2 separate regions of the Gossypium arboreum genome follow, and region 2 is linked to region 1. Evidence: chromatin contacts called from public Hi-C data. All regions are on one chromosome and are shown on one strand. The core of a region is the stretch at or near the end of the contact, and the rest is flanking DNA. Distances in the headings are between cores, read along the strand shown. Region 1 holds the start of LOC108457932 (mitochondrial import receptor subunit TOM20-like). Region 2 holds the start of LOC108465361 (B2 protein-like).

Region 1 (3,924 bases), core at 834-3,333:
TCTCCTAAATTACACCCTGCTACAGCTGCTTTCCTCATTTCAGTCATGCTATGTTTCTAACTGCCTGATGCATATTGACATAAAGCATTGTTGGTCCTTTGCCACAGTATAAATTTCTCTTGTGATTAGATGTCACACATTTCTCCAAAGCAATTTCATCTCATCCTACTCTAATCTTAAAGATTAATTGATTACCACTCTGCATCAGCTCTCCTTCACCAATCAAACCTAATGTCGAAAAATAACCTCTCATGCACAATTTCTCACACTCAGATCTCTAAAGAAATATAAATAATAACCATCAAACTAAGCTACATATCTCTCAAAGCAATAATTCTATAATAAAAGACAGAAACCATAGGCCAGAACCCGCTCTAAGGGGCTTGGGCATGCACTTGAATATGATGCATGTTATACATAAAAGAGTAAATCCCTTAAATTAACCATAATATGACTGCAATCCATCGAACGTTCTGACTTCTTCCTCAGAAAATATAGAAGATATCAAATGTAAATCAACAGAAAACATAGACTAAAGACCAACTAACTAACCTTGATCTTTTAAAACGCATATGTAAATAGTGCAAAATAATCAATCTATTAAGCAGCACATTACAACACAAGCCACATAGAGATTATAGGAGAAAAAGAAGGGGAAGGGAAAGTGCAGATATGAAGAAGGGAAACATAATGGGAAAAAACTAAGAAGATTGCCTTTGTTGAATTGGAGGAAGTAGAAGTAGAAGGTCCAGCCCCAAGCGTCTGTTGACCTAAACCATGCTTAATGATTTCCTGGTGTAATTCTGGAGCCTGAGGAAAAAGAAAAGGATGCTTTTAATACAGAAACAATTAAATGCACTCGAGTGAAATAAAAGTAAGGAAGACCACAAAGAACAAACTGCATACGGCTCATTTTGAACTTTGAACTTGATACCTCCCCTCACAGGCTTTAAGCGCAAAATTTCTAATCAATTGACCGTTTACAAACTAATCAACAGTTAACATTTCCTAATATATGTATCACTACAAATCCATCTAAGAAGTAATGAAATATAATACATTCCTCCCATCAATATTAAACAAGGTCCACGCCACATTTTCACAACAAAATACAATAAGTTGTAGTAGCTATTAAAAGATATATATCACAAGAAACACGGAGCATTACCCAAGATTCATTAACCCAATATAAAGAAAAGAGAGAGGAAATACCTTGGCAGATATTTCTAAAGACTTAAGGTAAATGTCATTGCTCGGGTCCTACATATATGCATCACAAAGCAAACATGTCAAGAAAGTATATACATAGTCAGAATCAAAACTATGGCGACCAACATTTACTAAATGAAAATTAAATTACCTCATCGACTGCTTGCTGGAAATATTGAGCAGCCTTTTCGAAATAAGGCCTTGCCTCGTCCTCCTTGTTAGTCAGAAACGCAAAAGAAGTCTGAGCATTTCCCAAGCACCATAAAGCATCATGCTTTCTAGGGTTAATAGATAAAGCCTCCTCTAGTTTCGAAATAGCATCTATTTAAAGAAGAAAAAAATTCATATCTAATCTAAATTAGTTGCTTTACCAATTACAATAAATTTCAATAGCCAATAAAACAAATTATTGGATTCAAAATATATATATATATATATTAAAGAACCTTGAATCATTTTCTGAGAATCTGGAACGCTTTGAAACTGAGACAACTCCAGTAAAGCTCCGGCCCATCTGGTCAAATTCTGCCAAGAAAACAAGATTTTAAACAATAGCCAAAAAATCATTTTAATTAGAAAAAGAAAAGATCGAAGGAAGCAGAAAGCGAACATCGGCATCGAGAGGATTGGAAGCGTAAGTAGCCTCGGAAATTTTACGAGCTTGCTCGAAAAAGAGCAACCTATCGAGATCGTTGGACATTTCCATGGCTTTGGTTTCCGGTTAAATCTTTAGTATGAATTATCTGTACGGACAAATGTTAGAGCGTATCCAAATCAAGACTCCGTGTCTTTGGAAGGAGCCCTAAAGACTTTGACAGACTGAATCTTTCTTTCCTTCAGCATCTGCAATATTCTTATTTTATTTTCCTCCTTTAAAATTGGGCTCTTTGAGAATGGGCTTCTTGTTCTAAATGAAACCTTTGCTACAATACAACCACCATTACTATTTACTTGGATCTTTATTACATCTAATATTTCTTTTTACTTCAGTGCATTTAAACTCACGTCTTTTTGCATTAGCAATACTATCTATACCAATCAAGTTAAGACTCAATCGACGAATCATAAACAATGTTAAATAAGTAGTTTTCGCGTTTGGAGTTAAATGACATTTTTAACCTTTTTTTTTTTTAAGAATTTAACTTTAACTTATGATCCATTCTGTATTTTATATAATATTTATTTTCGGTATACAATTGTTTTTCTATTGAAATTTATTTCAAGTATATAATATTATATATTTAAATTTGAAATGATTATATTTTAATATGTAAAATATAGTTTATATATTCAAATTGAATTTTAAAATATTTAAAATTTATATTTCATATATCAAAATATTAATAAATGAGTTACAATAAATTATTTTTATATCCTTATTAAAGTATCATAATATTAACAAATTTATACATTATTTAATGCATATTTTTACTTTACAATATCATGTCTGAAATAAATATTTTATTTTTCAAAAATATTTTTGACAAGAATACTAATCACTTTAATTTTAAGCCAAATTTTTAAAAACATTTTTTATATCACTTTTCAAAACCATTTTTCAAAAGTAATGAAAAATAACCCTAAATCTTCCCCTTGAAAGTTTAGTTGTAAAGCAAGTGTCTCGCTTGAATTTACTCACAAAAATGTACTCAAAACACAAGTTCCTAAATTGAACAAAGATAAGTGCTCTTAGTTATGTTCTACCTAGAACAAGCCATTCATATATTAGAGTTTTAACTTGCTAAGATTAAGGTGGTCAATTTCATTCCAGTATCAACCGAAATGCTTTGTTTCGACAATAAACCAGTGTTAGGTTTGTAAAATAAGTCTAAAAATAAAACTTAATAAACCAGGATATATCATGTCAAATCATCAAGAATAAATCAAGAACAAAACTAAATGCGAAAGCGTACCTAAATCCATGAATTCCTTGAAATTTTTCCGGATCTTGGGGATTTGATCTTCCAAATTACCACACAAAAAATTCAGAGAATATTTGCTCTCTCTTTTCTAAGGATGAGATATTAGAAAAGATATATTGTTGTGTAGTTTAGGGACCATAATCCTAATATGTATAACCTTGGCATATTAGTTCTAATTCCTAATTAACCCATCATTAATTAGAATTTGATTAGAACTCAATTATTAGAGTATCTACACATATTTGACCCATACTTTATTTAATAATTCAAGCCTGATAAAACTTTAATCAAATTAGATCACTTTTAATTCGAGCTAACCTATCATGATAGTAAATAATAACATGTAATTACCGTTATTATATATGTGATGTCCATATTTTCCAACAATCCCCCACTTGGACCACATATATATACTAATTACTCTATAATTACATGTCATTATATAACCTTATGAGCTCAAAATTTTACTATCATATCCAAAAGGTCTTCCGAACAATCTTGTCCATTAATTATGTTAACATAGAACCAAGGCGACTTTCCTTACATATATAGTAACTAAATCCATCCATGGTCACGTATATTTACACAACCAAATGACATAGATCAAGTATGGATGTGTAGCATGGGAATTATATGTAATATGATCTAAACATGTCTATTTCCAACTGATCCTATTTAGTGAGATCAAACCTTACCAAAATCAAAGTGTGAATAAACCAAATAAATTTTATTTCTGTAAAAAATAAACTTAATATCTTTAAACTGAAATAACTGAAAATGTGTCTATAACATA
Region 2 (3,924 bases), core at 995-3,494, 210 kb after region 1:
GGTAACACACTTATGACAAGGTCACTGGTTGAGCACTGAGTAGTTGATTTCGTAATGGCGTGTCATTAGGGAGAGCTTAGTCATGATACTATAGTAGAATGACTTTATGAATAAATGAGTTTATAATTCATAGGAAAAAAGCTAGAACTTAATTATAAATCATTTGAGCTCTAATTAGATATGTCCAATCTGACCCTCTACAAGCTCGTTGAAATCAAAAATGAATTGCGTATTGAACCGAAAATGAACAGAATGAATAGAAATAGAGAAATGGAAAACATTCAGAAATAGTTATGGTTTTCTCCAAAATGAAGAAACGAAATCATTTGAAAATGAATGTAGGTTTCTCAAAATATGGAAATGGAAATGGACATGAGAAATGTTCTATTTGAAAATATATATATATGGATTACTCAGAAATGACCAGAAGAATGATTTTATGTTTTTTAGTAGTTTTAAAGCCTGAAAATAAAAATAAACCATTTGCTCATAGTGAACAAGTTGAGTTGTGAAATATTGAATATGTTTTCTTGTAAATTTTAACAGGGGTTAAATTGTCATAATTTTACAATGTGTAAAATTGGGATGAGAAAATTATTTAATTGGAAAAATAATGTTTATTTTGGAAAATAGAAAATTATGTATTGGGTTGGACTAAATTATGAAGTGTTGGGTTAAAAGGCCAAAAAACACATATAATTGGGCTTAATAAAATGAGAGGCTTGAATCTACATCATAATACATATGAGGGGAAACACACCTTATTAGCCCCTCTGCCTCTTCTAGTTGGACTGAAAGTTGTTTTTTTATTTGAAATAAACTTCCACAATTCAACAAGGGTTCTATCTTCTCTCCCTATAAATAGATGGAATCGATAAATTTATTTACACAACTTCAAGATATTATTACTCTGTCAAAAAATAGAGAGAATTTATTCTTTACTATTATATATATATTCGAAATAACAATTTTGTCAGTTTCTATTTTGAAGAAAGAATTTTCCTTTTCATCCAAAAGTAAAAAAGAACTTTTTCTAGTTCTATGTTTTGATTCAATTGGTTCGAGCCCACACTTGAAGCAAATCGTGGTATGAGAGTAGTGAAGAAGATCGATTGGTTAAAAGCTAGAAAACATTAAGGATCCCTTTATCTGAAAAAACATGTATGATTTCGGTTAAAGGTTTATTGCTATAAATATCACAAACTGAATCGGTTTTCAAATTTTAAATTTTCCGCTGTGCAAGAAAATCATTTTCAATCTAGATTTTTTCCAACAAAACAAACACACAAGTGAACTTAATCTATCACACACCTCATGATAATTTTTCTCACCCTTACACCTTGAAGACTGATACTCTCACCACTAAACTCACCCTTGTGAGTTCAGCAAATAAAATTACAACACAAAAGGTTTTATTATCAATATGCACTCAAAGAAAAGTTCCTCACTTGAACAGATTTAGTGCTCTTAATTCCAGTTACAAAAAGCTATACAAGTCTCTTCCTTAAATAGATTATGTTCGAGACTTGCTAACATAGAAGATTTATAATAACCCCATTACAATAATAATACAATAAAGAATTTACAATATAATAACAATAAAACAAATGTGGGCTCTTGGCAACTAATCACATAGAGTTCCAATCCAATCCAAATGTCCATGTTGTAAGGGATTAACTTGAATGACTTAATTCGATCTAATTTTCAATATGAGTTTATCAAGTAATATGATATTCATTGACAGACTAGATGTTGTCTATATGTTCATCATATCTTATTCAAACTGTTCAATAAATTATCAATACTTAATATGAAAATTATCACTCAACAGCTCTAATACTAGAGAAGCATGCACTTCCTTAACACTTAAAAGCGAACTTCATATTTTCTAATAAATATTTGTAAACTTTTGAATTATTTTGAGAGACATTAATCTCAAACACTCACATGATTTTTTTAATTAAAATTTATATATCATACATAATACATTTAAAATATTTTTATTAAATAAATAATCAATAGAAATAGTAGGAGGAAAATATATTTTTTGACAAAATTCGAGATAGATCGGATAAGAAAATTTACTTGGAAGTAAATATTTTACGATTATTATATTTTAAAAACATAAAATGTTTTTACACGCGGACACTGAGGCGCGTAGGAAACGAGAACTTCACCAGCACTGCACTTCCTTAATTTTAAGACACTGACACAAAGTTCGTAAGAAAAAGGGTAAAAACCAAACTGGCAAAAGACAGTAAATACTCAAGTAATGAGGGGCATTCTCGTCACATAATTCTATAATACAATGAAAATCCCTTCTTACATAATTTCTCGCTGTCCCCCTCTGTGCCGTGTCTTGCGGGTTTCACTTCACAGCTAGCAAAGGTAAAAAAGATAAAAAGAAAGAAAGAAAAAAAAGGGACTCTCTTTGTTTCTCTTTTGGATCCCAAATCTGGAGTTCTTAGCTTCTAAAATACTTTTAAATCTGCATCTTTAATGCTAAACATTGAAATTGTATTTTGCTTAGTTGGTAAAGTCTGCATCTATTTCATTGGTTCTTTGTTAAATGCCGTACTATTTATTTGATTTTTATTGATGGATGATTTTGAATTTTTGGGTATTGTTTTAAAGGTGATTATATTTTTGGGTTTTCTTTTCTTTTCTTTCTTTTTTTTTTTTTTGGGGGGGGGGGGGGGGTGTTCTTATTGGGATAAAATTTGGTTGTTGTTTGTGTCATGTGAAGTTGACTTCAAGAGTTTTAGGATTTCTGGGCTTTGCTTGTGTGCTGAGAGAATGGTGGGAAAGGAAATGGGGAATTTTCCAGTGTTTGCTTGGTTTTCATGTGCTGATTCTTGGTTTTCTTTTCTTTGGGTTATTGTGGCTGTTGGTAGAAATTGAATCTCCTTCATTGATGCTTAAGATTTGCTTATCAATTGGTGACTTAATTGTCTCCAATTTTCTCCTATGTCTTGTTTTGTAATTGACAAATCTTTTCAAATTCTGTTATCCTCTCTTATTAGGATCTGCAAGATGGAAAGCATGAATAGCTTTTGGCAGTTAGGAGATGATCTCCGGGGACAATCTAAAGCCTCAGAGGATCACAAATGGTTGATGGTTGCCTCCAAACTGGCTGAACAGACGAGGATAAAGGGTGAGCGAATGAACAATCTCGATCTTTCAAAGGGTCCAGCTGAAGTAAGGACAAGGGATAAATTTGGGTTCCATGAAGACAACAAATTCGAGAACCTTAACTTCAATATGTTGAACTTGGACTCCAAGATCGGAGATAGTGTAAGCAAAAGTACCTTCCGAAATGGTATTTACAACACCGATGCTGTTTACCAGAAAAATAACAGCCACAACATTGGGAACCTGTCTGCCAACAAATATAGCGGCAACAACCATAGCAACAAAGATATTAATAATAACAGCAACACCAACTCCAACAACAACGAGAACAGCAATGCAAACAATGCTGTCGATAAAAGGTTCAAGACTTTGCCTGCCACCGAGACACTCCCTAGAAATGAGGTGCTTGGTGGATACATCTTTGTTTGCAATAATGACACAATGCAAGAAGATCTTAAGCGTCAGCTATTTGGTAATTGTTGTTCTTTTTGAAGACTCCCATTCTCATAGATGTAATTGTCACGTAATTAGTTTATATTATGAACCTTAGTAGTTGAGAATTTTTACTTGCTGCTGTTATCTCATTTGCTAGGTTTACCGCCAAGATACAGGGACTCTGTTCGGGCAATCACACCTGGCCTGCCATTGTTTCTCTATAACTACACCACTCATCAATTGCATGGTATTTTTGAGGTAAGTTCACCTGAGTCTAATGGTTGATCAGGCAGTGTCAGTTAGCGTCTCTTGTATTGTTGATGTTTTCTTCCATATTTACAGGCAGCAAGTTTTGGG

Evidence for each region. A called contact is a pair of places that touch in the nucleus more often than the background predicts.
Region 2: a Hi-C map of leaf shows a contact between it and region 1, with 4 times the contacts expected there. The contact joins the promoter of LOC108465361 here to the promoter of LOC108457932 in region 1. A contact is called at or near these places in 3 of 5 Hi-C or Micro-C datasets (all in leaf).

The regions. Positions count from the first base shown.
Region 1 is chr4:23,948,444-23,952,367 of ASM2569848v2, forward strand. It overlaps LOC108457932 (mitochondrial import receptor subunit TOM20-like), which reads right to left and starts at 2,084. Exons shown (of 7, transcript XR_001867201.2): 1 at 1,820-2,084; 2 at 1,656-1,734; 3 at 1,361-1,530; 4 at 1,213-1,260; 5 at 715-810.
Region 2 is chr4:24,162,241-24,166,164 of ASM2569848v2, forward strand. LOC108465361 (B2 protein-like) reads left to right here and starts at 2,245. Exons shown (of 6, transcript XM_017765695.2): 1 at 2,245-2,388; 2 at 3,024-3,604; 3 at 3,725-3,825; 4 at 3,910-3,924. The coding sequence starts at 3,034.